Regions from separate parts of the Sus scrofa genome. Here regions 1 and 3 are each linked to region 2. Evidence: chromatin contacts called from public HiChIP or PLAC-seq data. All regions are on one chromosome and are shown on one strand. The core of a region is the stretch at or near the end of the contact, and the rest is flanking DNA. Distances in the headings are between cores, read along the strand shown.

Evidence for each region. HiChIP or PLAC-seq counts read pairs in DNA pulled down with a chosen protein or histone mark.
Region 1: an H3K27ac HiChIP or PLAC-seq map of alveolar macrophages shows a contact between it and region 2. The contact joins two enhancer-like sites. A contact is called at or near these places in 1 of 47 Hi-C or Micro-C datasets (embryonic fibroblasts) and 2 of 2 datasets of contacts at active chromatin or transcription factors (alveolar macrophages and skeletal muscle).
Region 3: a contact with region 2 is called in an H3K27ac HiChIP or PLAC-seq map of alveolar macrophages. The contact joins two enhancer-like sites. A contact is called at or near these places in 2 of 2 datasets of contacts at active chromatin or transcription factors (alveolar macrophages and skeletal muscle).

The regions. Positions count from the first base shown.
Region 1 is chr14:56,395,578-56,400,639 of Sscrofa11.1, reverse strand. It overlaps LOC106505999 (a long non-coding RNA gene), which reads left to right. Exons shown (of 3, transcript XR_002338582.1): 3 at 2,503-2,732. Among named protein-coding and RNA genes, the nearest start is that of IRF2BP2, 150 kb to the left of the region's middle. Within about 2 kb of position 3,354, at least 10 of the 83 cell types and tissues checked have an H3K27ac peak or open chromatin away from gene starts, as enhancers often do. A contact at or near this core is called in alveolar macrophages, where this site is marked.
Region 2 is chr14:56,645,430-56,649,781 of Sscrofa11.1, reverse strand. No RefSeq gene overlaps it. Among named protein-coding and RNA genes, the nearest start is that of TARBP1, 22 kb to the left of the region's middle. Within about 2 kb of position 2,556, at least 49 of the 83 cell types and tissues checked have an H3K27ac peak or open chromatin away from gene starts, as enhancers often do. A contact at or near this core is called in alveolar macrophages, where this site is marked.
Region 3 is chr14:56,492,700-56,497,443 of Sscrofa11.1, reverse strand. The region is part of intron 4 of LOC102158473 (a long non-coding RNA gene); the gene reads left to right. Among named protein-coding and RNA genes, the nearest start is that of IRF2BP2, 51 kb to the left of the region's middle. Within about 2 kb of position 2,308, at least 11 of the 83 cell types and tissues checked have an H3K27ac peak or open chromatin away from gene starts, as enhancers often do. A contact at or near this core is called in alveolar macrophages, where this site is marked.

The DNA of each region.
Region 1 (5,062 bases), core at 2,105-4,604, 250 kb after region 2:
CAGCCTCTGGCCCAGACTCCAGGGGCTCTAGATAAATACAGGGGCGTCACCTTCGGGATCCCCAGCACAAGCCAGCCTGACCTCTTGTTCCCCATAAGTCCTCCCGCAGATAGAAGGGGGGCTTCCTGTTATGGCAGAGGTCCTGCCCAGCAGGGAAGGGTGAGTTACAAAGTTCTGTTCATCTTGCTGGCCTCACACCATCCTCGTCCTGACCACGTGACGCTGAGTTTCCAGCGAAGACTATGGAAGAGCCAGAAACACCTGCACCCTTGTGTGCTTGGCTTTGGCCGTGACCATGGAAGCTGGTGACAGCCAATGCAAGGAAATCCCCCTGCTGCTGTTTGCCCCGAGTGGATAGGACCTTCAGTGGAGGAGAGGAAGCTGTCCTAAACTGGAATGTGGTAACATGGTCCCACCCTTCAGGGGACCCTGGAGTCATTTGGCCGAAGAGGGGGGTGTGTACGCTTACATGGAGAGGTTGCCCCCTCATTCATGTCCCCTCCTCAGCGTGGCCCTGTGACCCCCCTCTGCAGATGGCCCCTCTGCCCACCAACATCTGATGGATCTGCCCCAAATGACAGAAGGACAGTAGGGCTGGACACCCAGCTCCTTGACCTTTTTAGAACTTGGTCCAAGATGTAACGGCCGAGCCCCTGTTGGCAAGATGGACCCTAAACAGGAGAGAATTACAAGCCCACATGAAGGGCCCCGGGGAAGTCGGATGAGAGAACCTCCACCGCCAAGTTCCGCCGATTTCACAAGTTTGTTACCAACCCCACAAGTGTTCAGTTGCTTAAAAACGATTTAATTTTTGCAATCTCCCAGAGAGAGGGTGCCCCAAATGAAAACTGATGTTTGAAAAATAGAAGCAATGGGAGATGAAAGAAGGTTCTTCTCCAAGGAGGAAAACAAGCTGGGGGGTGGGGAGGCAGCGGGGGAAGGCATGCAGTCCAGTGTCCAAACAAAGAGAGCCCTTAGCACTAGCTCTTAAGCCATGAGCTGCTTGGGCGATGGAGGCAAGAACCCATTAAATTGCTAGCAGGGCCACCTTCTTGCAGCTCACCTGGGACTCTGTCATCAGAACTGGGGGTGGGAGTGGGGAGGGGGAGGCCCCCGTTGTGGGGGAGAAGGCAGGGAGCTTCGACCTCAGACAGGCCTGGGTTTGGGTGGGAGCTCAGTTGCTCACTTACCTCGTGGCTCTGACTCGACTGTGAAGGGAAGAAGATTGGCTGGGACTGGGCACCGTGGGGAGGCTGCGGTGAAACGGCTGTGCCGATCACAGCCAGGGCCCCTGGGACTTCCATCATGGCCCTTACGCTTCCCGTCATCTTTCACGTCAGTACTGCTGGCCTCAATCTTGTCATCAAGACAGCCTTCTTAAGGAAGAGGTCCTCTACAGGCCAGGACCCCATGACCTCATCCAGTTCTCACGAGGCCAGAGGGCAAAGGGACCGCCTGCATGAAGGTTTGGGTGCAAACACTCTGCCCAGCCCAGGAGCGGATTCAGCACCAGCATCCCCGGACACACGGCCCCAACTGAGGGCACAGCTGCGGTGTCTGTGTGACCTTGAGCCTGTCCCTCCCCTGCACCTTTCACACCACTGGACAAGCAGTGAGCAGGATGCAAGGGTTCATGTTTATCGCTGGGACCAGAGTGCCCAGAGGGGAGGTGCCCGCATCCTGGTGAGAAGGTCAGCACTGGTAGCCACGGAGAGGCCGCCATTGATGCACAGGTGCCGGGAGGTTTGTGCCAGGGCCACTCCTTTCCAACTGCTTTGCTTCTTTGAAACGCTGAGGGCACATAACCTGGCCCCACTTTTTTTTTTTTTTTAAACCTGGCTCCACATTTTGCAGCTGGGCACCAGCAGGCTGTGTTCACAGAGTCACTTTTGACATCTTCCAGTTGCCTGGCTGCCTGACATCATGCCAGTCACCCGGGCTTCCCCAGCACCAGCCCAACACCCAGGCAGTTCTGGTTGTTTTCCAAAGGGATGTCCCCACCCTGTAGGGGTGGCCACAGTCAGCTGAGCCGTGGGCTCCGGGGGGCGGGCTCGGCAGCGGTGGCTGCACATGGTTCCTAAAGGGTAGGGAAACCAGGGGGCTCCGGGTCTCTGGAGAGGAACCGAGGCACTTCCCAGGTGGAGCGCTAGGCATGCTGACTTTCCATTCAGGCAGCAGTAAGATGGCTGCAGGGAGGCACGATTTAGGCTGTGGTCAATAACACGGAGCATCACCCAATTCTTCAAGCAGTTGCAAACCATATGTGGCTGTAAGGGTCTCAGGAATCTGTTTCTGTTTACTAAGTGCTCTCCCCAGGGTGGAGGGGCAGGGGCGTGGGTTAAGATGCTACATTCACCCCCAGGTATGGGGGGTACATAAACTTGGGTGATGCCCCTCAGTTCCAGAAAAGGAAGAGAGCACGGTACACACACCCTGTAGGCCAATCAGCCTGCCTGGCCATTGAGAATCTGATGACTTCAAATATCAAACCGTTTTGTGCAGAGTGGAGACCAAGAGAAAGAGGAGCCACCTGGACAGTGGCGAGAGCAAGCATGGTACCCAGATTTGTTTTAAGAGCTTGATGTGTGTTAACTTGTCTTATCTTCATAACAACACTCCAAGGTAAGTGCTATCTTTTCTTCTTTTTTTGTTTTTTGGGCCACACGTACAGCATGCAGAAGTTCCCAGGCTAGGGTTCAAATTGGAAGTGCACCTGCCTGCTTACACCACAGCCGCAGCAACCCAGGATTTGAGTATGTCTGCGACCTACACCACAGCTCACAGCAATGCTGGATCCTTAACCCACTGAGTGAGGCCAGGGATCGAACCCCTATCCTCATGGATACTAGTCGATTCGTTTCCACTGAGCCACAGTGGGAACTTCGGTAAGTGCTATCTGACCTCTGCTTTATAATGAGGAAACTGAGGCTGGTTAGAGAACACACCCAAGGTGACACAGCTCATGAGTGATGCCGCTGGGTTGGGAACACTTAAGGTGGTCCATAGTGGGAACACTTCTGACTTCGGGGACGATGTGTGTGATCTGGACACCAATTTGGATAAATACAGGACATCTTGCAAAGCCAAGAAGGAGGAATCTAAAGATGTCAGAAGCTGCCCTTCAGCTGAGGGAAAGGGAAATGCGGATGAATGAGATGTGCCAGGTTTCGAAGCTGCTTATCTCCCAGGAATCCTCTCTCCAGGTCTGAGTGGATGCTCTGAGATCTTCTTACGCCACCAGAATGAAGCTCACAAGTGCTGCAAAGATACAGCCACCCCCGAGCACTGTCCCTAGCCCCGTTGTGCAAGGGCCTCTTCCAGTGTACTGTGGCGGTCACTTTTGTGGTCACAGTTTCCAACTGCAAACAGAAGAGGAAACCACGTCAGGAAGAAGCACATTTTACAACCCCATGTTCAAGGGCGTAGGGGACCCTGATGCAGACAGAGCCTCGGAAGGCCTGGAAGGCTAGGGTGGGGCTGTTTCCGCAAAGGATGCGGTGTGTTGTGGGTGGGGGTGGCTCTGGGAGAACTAGGGGGAGGGCTGGCAAGGAGCAAAAGAGCGAGGGGGTGCCGAGGGGTGGGGGTGCCCTAGAAGCTGAACCCCGCTCTGAAGAGTCAGGCGCTTCCTTCCTCAGAGCCGGCCTCGAACCTGTGGAGTAATTCTGGAAAACTCCCAGGGCCATTTCCCAGGCCCTCTCTCTGGGCCTCCGCCAGCCTGAGGCCAGTGCCGAAGCATGTCGCCCCTTCAGCAGGTGACCCTCTGTCCCCCTGATGAAGTGGGCCAGGCTTTATCCCCGCAGGGCACAACAGGAGCCTTCTGTGGGATTCCTGCCTCTGCTGGGGCTGGTTCACCAAGGAATCTGCTGTGTATCTTGACTTGAGGCAGCAGGCATGTCAGGGGCAGATGGACAGGGATGCATCTGGGCCCTCGTGGAGCCAACAATGCTCTGAGATGATACCTGGTAGATTTGGGGGGTGGAGGGAGGCACTCTGATTAGAAGGCAGAAGTCTTAGTTTGGTCCCCAGCTCTGCAACTTGCAAGCTGAGACCAGGAGCACTCTGTCCTCAGAAAAACGAGGAAGATCGTGCCCATTCCACAGGAGTGTGTGGGTGTGACACGCACAGTTGATTCATTGATTCACCAAGTGTTTGAGCACCCTCTGTACCTGGAGCTCTGGCAGTGAAAGGGTTTGGGAATCAGAAGAGCACCCCACTGGCTGGAAGGGGGAAGGGGTGCTTGTCTCAGGAGCAGGGCTCCTGGGGTGACAGTGGGCAGAGGAGATGGCCTCCAGGGACATCTGCCTTAGCAGTGAGATGTGCACTCATTGGGGGCCTCCCACATCCAGGAAGTGCCAGGGAGTGTCCACACCTGGAGCCACCGCTCACCTGGCCATCAGGTGGCTCCCTGCTACCAGCTCCTGTGATGGCAGATGGTACCCTGTCTCTCAGCCTGGGCAGAAGGAGAGGCGAAAAACCCTGCCTGATCCAGCTCTTGTCCCAGAAGCCAGAGCCCCCAGCCCCGGTGAGGCCCCTGCCAGCAGTGGGTCCACTGTGCCAGCCCACCAGTTGGCTCAGAAGCAACCTGGCTGCATCAGTGTGCCTCACAGTGCTGATACGATGCTACAGGAAACCCACAGCTGCGGTTCAAGACAACCTCAGCAGAAAGCTGCCTGGTCTGGGAACTTACTGCTGGCCTGGATGCCACCTCAGAGACTGCCACCTTCTCAGGCTCCCGGTGGACCAGTGGGTGCTTGAGGATATGCTGGTAATTCAGAAACTGATGGAGATCTTCACTCTGGCCAGCACTGGCTCTCTCTCTCCCCCCTGTCTCGCTCGGCCCTATGGCATGGCTGACCAGGCACCTTCAGATGACCTGGCCTGCGACTCCTCAGAGGCCACCTCTTCTCTTGAGGCTACACCCACACCTGGAACGAGTGGTTTCACCTGAGTGCCAAGCTAAGCTCTGAAGCACCTGTCCAGGTAGGCAAAGGCAACTTTCCAGGACCATGAAACTAATGAGGCTCCTCAAAATTCACACCCACCCTTCGTCCTTTTTTTTTTT
Region 2 (4,352 bases), core at 1,307-3,806:
ACGTGGCCTTTGTTACAACTCCTCAGCTCTACTGTTGAACAAGAAAGTAACCCTAGAGAATGAATGAGGGTGGCTTTGTGCTAATAAAACTTTATTTATAAAGCCAAGTGGCGGGCCTGTTCTAAAGAAAGCAGTTTCCCCCTGAAGCACAAATTTCTCTAACAGATTTACAAATAAGATACTCTTATGAGTTGAATTGTTTCTCCTCAAGATTCCCATGTCAGAATGGGACTGTATTTGGAGATGGAGTTTTTAAAGAGCAGATTAAAATGAGGTCATTAGGATGGACCTTCGTCCAATACAATGGTGGCCCCATAAGAAAAGGAGATTTGGGAGTTCCCATGGTGGCTCAGTGGTAACGAATCTGGCTAGTATCTGTGAGGATGCAGGTTGGATCCCTGGCCTCTCTCAGTGGGTTATGGATTCATTCAGCATTGTTGTGAGCTGTGGTGTAGGTTGCGGACTCGGCTTGGATCCTGCGTTGCTATGGCTGTGGTGTAGCCTGCAGCTTCAGCTCCAATTTGACCCTTAGCTTGGGAACCTCCGTATGCCCTAAAAAGCCAAAAATAAAATAAATAAAAAATTTTAAAAAAAGAAAGAAACGGGGATTTGAACACAGACACACAAAGAGGAAGGACCACGTGAACATATAGGGAGAAGAGAAGCCAGGGAGAGGAGCCTCCGAAGAAATTGTGAGAAAATACATCCTGGCTGTTTATGTCACCGGTGTGTGATGCTTTGTTATGGCAGCCAAAACACAATCACCACAAATGTCTTTCACTTTTGAAAAGATGGCTATTTAATCATGGGTCAAGGGAGTACGATAGATCAATATCTCACTAAAGTCACTTTGTCAAGTGTGCTTACTTCAAGAAGCACTTGAAAGTGGGGGTGGAGGAAAGGTTTCGACGTTGAACGACTTTGGAAACTATAACAAACCCTCGTTCCTTCTTAATACCCTCTATAATCTCGGTATGTCAAAGCGCTTGAGAGGTCCCACAGTAACACCTGTCTTAACTGGCTGGGTGTGACTCGGTTTCGAAAACTTGGAGGGACTTTTTTTTTTTTTTTAAGATAGAATTCTGAATAGGTAAGTCAGTATTCTTGGAATATGCTTTGGGAACACTCGTGTGAGCCGAAAATGAAGCAGCTGTTCTGAGAATGTGCAGATGCCATGAAGCAACCTTGAAAGAGCGTAGGATTCAGAAGGCTGGAGAAGAGAACCTAAGAGGTTTCCAGGCTCTCATGCCCAAACCTGTGCCATCATGACCTGGACAGGAGGACATAGGAGGCTGGTTGGGGCTGGAGCTAAGGGCTCCTGGTGCTGTCCCAGAGGACCATCATTACCTCCGAGGAGAGCCCGAGTCCTCGAATTTCCTATTGCAGAATAAGGAGCGGAATTTAGAAAAGCTGGCTCTTGGTGTCTTCCTTTCAGACCCCCCGGTGATCAGTCCCCTCCTCAGCAGAACAGAAAGCTCACAATAGAATGTAAAATGGTGCAGCCACTATGGAAAACCGTGTGGAGGTTCCCAAAAAACTAAACATAGAGTCGCTGTATGATCCAGTAATCCCACTCCTGGGCATCTATCTGGACAAAACTATGATTTGAAAAGATAATGCACCCCTATATTCATAGCAGCGCTATTCTCAGTAGCCAAGACTTGGAAGCAACCTAAATGTCCATCAGCAGAGGACACATATCTACAATGGAATATGACTCAGCCATAAAAAAGAAGGAAAGAATGCCTTTTGTAGCAACATGGATGGATATAAAGATTATCATACTTTGTGAAGTTAGACAGTGAAAAAACAAATATCATATAATATAACTTTTATGTGGAATATAAAATATCACACAAATGAATTTATCTATGAAACAGAAACCGACCCACAGACATAGAGAATCAACTTGTGGTTGCCAAGGGGAAGGAGGGCTGAGGGAGGGATGGAGTAGGAGAGTGGGGTTAGCAGATGCAAACTATTCTAGATAGAATGGATAAACAAGGTCCTGCTGTACAGCGTGGGGAACTAGGTTCAATATCCTGTGATCAAACACAATGAAAAAGAATATATATGTATAACTGAATCACTGTGCTGAACAGCAGAAATTAACACAACATTGTGAATCATCTACACTCCAATAAAATAAATTAAGCAATGAGATCCTGCTGTATAGCATAGGGAACTATACATAGTCACTTATGATGGAACATCATGGAGGATAATATGAGAAAAAGAATATATATATATGGATGACTGGATCTCTTTGTTGTACAATAGAAATGGACAGAACACTGTAAACCAATCATAATGGAAAAAATAAAAATCATTAAAAAGTAAATAAAAAGATTAAAAAAAAAAAAAAAAAAAAAGCAGCTCCAGAATACTAGCCTATTAAATTCTGCAAATCAATGGAGTCAAAGGCCGGAGAGAGCGCGCAATATCAGCTTCAGGCCACCAGATGGCGCGCGGCATCCACAGTGCTTCTGCGCCGGCCTCTGGTTGGTCCCCGCGCTGGCCCAGGGCCCAGAGAAAACGTGTTGTGCGGCTCCTCTTAGGGGAGCGCCCTGTACGGGTTTTTTTCCCCTTACACTTTAGAAAACCTGTGTATAGAAGAGCATGTGAAACACCACACTGCACAGCTGTGCTCTTCCTGTGCTGTCCTTCCAGGGGACACGTCAGCAGCATTTTCCCCTTGTCTGGAGAGTTTCAAAGCCCAGTTTCTTCTTGCATTTTTGTTCTCCCTGGATCTTGAAGTCTGTAGGACTTAGCTTCCATTTTGAAACCCACAATCCTGCTGAAATAGAATCGCTTGGAAAAAAATATCCCAAGGATTGTTTATTAGGTCAGGCAACCACATTTCTGGCACGGAAAGGAACTCTGCAGACACTTTGTTACTCTGGTATTCTGACAGCTAACACAGTGGGGTGTAAAATTTTTACGTAATCCCAAACCTCAGCCCTGAAGAGTTAATGATGTTACTCATGCCACTGGGGCATGAAAGAAAGACTCGCATTTTTGGGCGGTTACTGCTTGCCCAGCGTGGTGCAGTGAGCCATGAGGCTGAAGGCCAAGGGACTCTGGCCACCCAGGCAGTGAAATAATTCCCCAGAAATGCACTGCCTGGAGTGGAAATGCTAGGAAAGGGAACATTCATTCCAGGGCATTATGGACGGTCATTCAGTCTGAAGTTTGCTCGCCTCTCAACATGGCCAATCTCACACTTGGGACATATTACATAGATACCAGGAAATGATGGAAATCAAGCAGTGGTCAAGGCTGGGTTGTAAGCAGTGAACTCTTTCCTTCTTTTCAGTTCCAATAAGATGAATAATGAATAACCTAGTTTTTGAATGGAAAGCACATTTCAATAGATGGGTGATGCTTTCAGAAAGGCCTTTGAGAGTTTCCGTTTATTTCCTTCTTTCTTTCTCTTTCAGAAGTAGGGCCCTGGAGTGGAAGACAGAAGCGATATTCCAATAGTTGAGGGCCTACATTTTTTACCCATTCAGAGACTTGTGTGAATAAAGAAAAGCAGACTCTAATATCTACCTTGGCACCTACTATTTGCTAGGCCTTCTGTTGTATGTTTTAAAAGTACTTTATTATTTCATCTTCCTGACAATTTAGTGGTTGGCACTGGCCCAGGTTTTCAGATGAGAAACCTCAGTTCAGAGAGGTTAAGGAGCTTGCCTGAAGTCACACAGCCAGTAAATGTGAGAACTAGGAGACAGACCCAGTTATGCCTGACTTCAAAGCCTGGTTTGTTCTCTTTCACCAAGGCATGTCATGGACTCACAGAACCTTCGAGACGAGAGGGATTTGGGAATTTATTTATTTATTTATTTATTTATTTATTTATTTTTGGCCGCCACCCCCCCCCCCCCCCCCGCATGTGAAAGCTCCCTGGCCAGGGATTGAACCCACATCACAGCAGCAACCCAAGCAGCTGCAGTGACAATGCCAGGTCCTTAACCCACTGAGCCATAGAGGAACTCCTAGGAGGTCATTTAGATAAACCGTCTAAATAAGGCAGGAATTCCTTTTCCAGCATTCTCCATAAGTTGTAAGTCTATGTGTGTCTGAAATCAAAAGCTGAAGCCTAGAGAGAAATAAGAGCAAGACTTCAGAAGACAGATGGAGGGCCTAGATAAATATCCTAGATTTTGTTTCAATTTTATTTAAAAATTCAACAACACACACACACACAAGATGGCTGTAGTAGTCTCAGGTGTGAGTGCTATAATTAAAAGAGATTCAGAGGAATTCAAAACACCTTCCCATACCAGAAATGTACATTCTGGTAAAAAGCCCCCTCTCAGTGCTGGGGAAAGTGAACCACAGGGAGGGAG
Region 3 (4,744 bases), core at 1,059-3,558, 150 kb after region 2:
AGATGGGCCCCCAGCTCTTGGGGTGGCGCGCCCTGGCTCTTCCTGGTGGAAAGGCAGTCGGTGCAGCCAGAGGCCTCTCTCTTTGAAATCAGTCTATTGATTCTTTGCGTTTACATAAAAAGAGAATGCAATTCCCCAAGCCTCCCAAAGATCCCTGCAGCTAACACTTTGGAAGTAGTTGTCAAGTCGTTTTTCCTGCCTTGCTGTAACCACACCTTGTTTGCTGTCAGTGCTGCAGTGAGCATCTGCTGTGTCTCTTTTTCTTTCTATTAAATTTATCCTGGTTCTTACAAATGTTCATGTTTTTACATATATTTCATGAAAAGGCCCACTTCCTTGCTTTTTTTCCTCCTTAATAGCAAACTTTGAAAACGTAGATAGCTTCTCTTTTTCCTCTTTCTCCTTCCTCTCCTGTTTTCCTTCCTTCCTTTCTTTTCCTAATACTTTCTAGCTTCTTCCAGCTTACCTTCATTTCAAGCCTCCTTTTCCCAAGGCAGGAAGGGACATCTCTTTCAAATCTGCCAGTATCTTTGTAAGACCTACAGCAGAGGATTTCTCAAAGCCAAACTCTGAGAAGTTCTGAGGTTCCTACTGGCCAGAGGGAAGATTTCTGGTCGCTGGTGGCAAGTCTCAGTGGCAAGGGCTGGGGCTGATGGCTGATAACTCCAAACCAGGGACAGCTGTCAGGATTGAAAGGAGAGGAAGGTGAGATAGCCAAGGCATGGAAAGCCATTTCCTGGATTTTTCAAGACCATAGAGTCTCAGAGAGGGGGGAATATGACATATTCTATTTTTAAAAAGTTTTATTGCAGTGTAGTTGATTTGCAGTGTGGTGTTAGTTTCAGGTATGTGGCAGAGTGATTCATTTCTACACATATATCTATTCTTTTTAGATTCTTTTCCATGATAGGTTATTATAAGATATTGAGTCTAGTTCCCTGTGTTCCACAGTAGGTCCTTGTTAGTGACATATTCTGTTTCAAGACAGACATGTTGTCTGTCAGCTATGCCATGGGCCCACACTTAGAAAGAGATGTTTTAATATTATATAGTGTTTACAGCAGTGTTTCATAAGAACTGGTTTGCCTTTGCTTTGCTCGGTCCCATTCACAGGTAGGTGTACACAGCCTCGCTCTCTCTCTCTCCCCTAACCCAGTGAAATTTCCAAAAGAACCTTTGTTCAGTCATCATGATCACAAGCTCTCTTTGTCCTGTGTGCCTTTCACTGACCCCAGCCCTTGTATGTTTCTCACCACACTGCCAGGAGGTACCTGCTGTCATCACTCACAGACAGGTTACCTCACCTGTCCAAGGTCACACCACCAGTGTGTGTCAGAGCCTGGACTTAAACCCAGGTCACCTGATCCAAACCCATCCTTTGCGCCAGAAGACCATTCTAACGATTTCTCTGTTACACATTTTTCACTTTGTAGTTTTTCAAATAGAGGCTAGGCTTCCAGTGGGATGTTATTACAGGAAAACATGTGATGTGCAAAGCTCTTTCAACTGGAACACAGATTATGTACTAAGACTCTAAATTTTTTGCCGTTCAAGTTGTGGGTGACTGCTTTTTCCGGCCAGGTGTGGAGCAACTTGGGAAAGCTCCTTGCCTTTTCCTGACCCATCCAGAGATCTGCTTAGAGCTTTGCCTGAGTAGGACAGTCTGGCCTCAGGGATGTCAAGGCCTTGGGTCCATCTCACATCATGACCCAGGGCCGCAGAGCCCAGGGCAGTGTGTCTCCTGTACCCAGAAGGCTGCCCAGCCCTCTGCGTCTGTCTCCATGTGTCAGTCACGCTCCCAGCCCCCGCACCGCTGTTCCTATCTCTTCATTGACCGGCAGATGAAGGTGTATATAGAACAGGGAACTTTGTTGGGAAGAAGAAGTCACCTGTGTTGATTCCTAAAGATCCCTCTGTGTGCCTCCCTCCTGTGAGACCCTGGAAGGACTTTCATGTGGTGTCACAGCCCTGCCTGAAGTCCACCCCCACCACCAGCTCCACCACCCCGCACCATCCTGCCGCTGGCCACACGCTTCCTGCCCCAAATACCAAGGTTTTCATTTGACCATGATATAACGAGCTGCATAAAATTAAAAACAGGCAAATACCCTCTTATTTACAGTCACTCTATTTTTTGAAGTCATCACGAAAACCTGTCCTTAACAATGTCAAGCTCCAGATCGCCCAGGAGTCACTCCAGGCACCAAGCACAACATAAATCAGCTCGCAGTCCCAGAGCTCGCTTGCCCTCACGCTGTCCCCAGCCCAGATGGGTTTTTCCATCACATGCTTTTTCTGCAACAGGGTGCTGGGGCAGAGGAAAGGCTCACTTCCCTTTCCCCAAATTGGTATATTTACCAATACCTCCAAGTAAGCAACCAGGCTTCAGAGGAATGCTTGTTTGCAGTAGCAGGAGCCAGGCGCTGGGATTCAGACTCCTGAGTGCCCTTGGCCCTGAGCTTGGGCTGTGGCCGAGGCTCAGTGTGTGAATACACTAACAGATCCTTCCTGCCCCACTCTCATATCCCCGTCTGGGTGGACAACCCTGGCTCTTATGGGCTGAATCGTGCACACCCCATCATTCACCTTGAAGTCCTAATCCCCAGCACCTCAGACTGTGACTGTGCTTGGAGATGGGGCCTTTAAGGAGGTGATTAAGGCTAAATGAGGTCTTAAGGGTAGGGATCTCATAAGATAAGAAGAGGAAGAGAGAGACACCAGGAGCGTATAGGACTGGAGGAAAAGCCACATGAGGTCACAGCGAGACGGCGGCCATCTGCAAGCTGAGGTGAGAGGCCTTGGGAGAAATCAAACCTGCTGATACCCTGATCTTGGAATTTTAACCTGTTTTTTGAAAATACAATTCATTTCATAATTTGGGTACTTACTAGTTTTTTTTTTTTTCTTAAATATATACCACAATCCATATCTCAGGAGATTATGGATAACAAACCTCAGTATGATTTCCTAACATGTTTCAGATTGGTTTTTTTTTGTTGTTGTTGTTCTAAATTACCTATCCCTACAGTCACTCTTTTGTACTTGTTGAGTATAGATTTAATTATTGTCATATGCAGTGGGTCTCTGCTTTTTATCAAGTTTTATTCAAGGAAAGTTTATGACAAAGTGAATTGCCTTGAAATAGATTATATTTTACCATAGGAACAGCGATGTAATTAAAAGTTTTATTCTTGATTTAACATCACATGAATTCTAGATATGACCATAATATGTCAGAAAAGTAAAAACACAGCTGTTTTAAACCTTTTTAATTGATTGCAAGAGTCAAAATAATGCCCAAGCCCTTTAAAGTGGGGTTAAGTAGACTATATATGTTTTGTAATAAAAAGGGCTGTGTGTGTATAAAATGTAAAAATTCAGGGAGTTCCCACTGAGGCTCAGCCAGTTAAGAATGTGACTAATAGCCATGAAGATGTGGGTTCGATTCCTGGCCCCACTCAGTGGGTTAAGTAGCCAGTGTTGCTGCACACTATAGTGTAGGTCTCAAATGCGACATAGATCCACTGTTGCTCTGGCTGTGGTGTAGGCCTCAGCCGCAGCTCTAATTCAACCCCTAACCTGGGAACTGCCATACGCCGCAGATGTGGCCCTAAAAAGATCAAGTAAATAAATAAAAATAAAATAATAAAAATTCCCTGTTTTTTCACCTTTTCCTTGACAGTCCAGTTTACACACTGGCATAAATTAATTTTAATAATGGATACTCCAAGTTGACAGGCCTTTACGAGTAACCCTTCTCTTATAGGAATGGGTTGAAATCCTTGAGTGGAAGTTGCCCACTGGGAGCCTCCGCCACCTCCGACTTCCCTCTCCTCCCCTTCCCAGCCTTAGCTCACTGTTCAGCCTGCTGGTCAGGAGCCCCCCTGGGTCCTTCACAAACACTCCCCTCCCTCCACCCCATCTTCCTGCTTCAGTGCCTTGTTCTCTGCCTGCTCAACCCTTGCCCATCTCTCCACCCACATAAACCCCTTTCCTCCTTAGGGGCTCTGCCCCAGTTCCTGTGCCTCCCAGACCCACACAGCAAGCCCCTACTGAGCCTGAGTACCCATATAGGACCCCAGAGGGCAGCTGGCAGGCCATCTTGCACCTCACTGGGGCATCACTCTGCTGTTGCTGCTGTGTTGTGCCACCCTGGCTGGATAGTCTGCTCCCTTCACCACTGTGCATCAGTAAAGGAGAGACACCAGCTTTTGCTGAGGGCCTACTATGTGCCAGGCACCATGGCTGGCATTCTTACATATGTCCCCTCATTGAATCCCTACAACCATGTTATGTGGCAGAAATTAGTATTTCCATTAACAACAGACAATTACAGAGGCTAAATAACTTCTTCAACTAACTCAGCTAAGAAGGGATGGGACCAGAATTTAAACACAGAAAGTGCACAGGAAGGATCTAAGACTAGAAATCGGGAGATCTCCAGTTCAATTAACCTCTCTGAATCTCATTTTTTTCCCATTAACAAAGAGGGCTAACAACACCCACCTCTTGGAAATGTGTGAATTAACAGGAGACATACTTTTTTTTAATCAACTGTGGTGACTATGGCTCCTGATGCTTAGTGCACTCTGAGGCTCAGTAAATAGGCATTCCTAGATTGAATTCTATTTCTTCTCATACAAATTGCAGAATCTCTTGTCTCGCCTGCCGTGCCTGCTGTCTCCTGTTCTGAGTTGGTTACAGTTATATTCACATTTTCAATTTGGAAAAAGAAAATCATGCC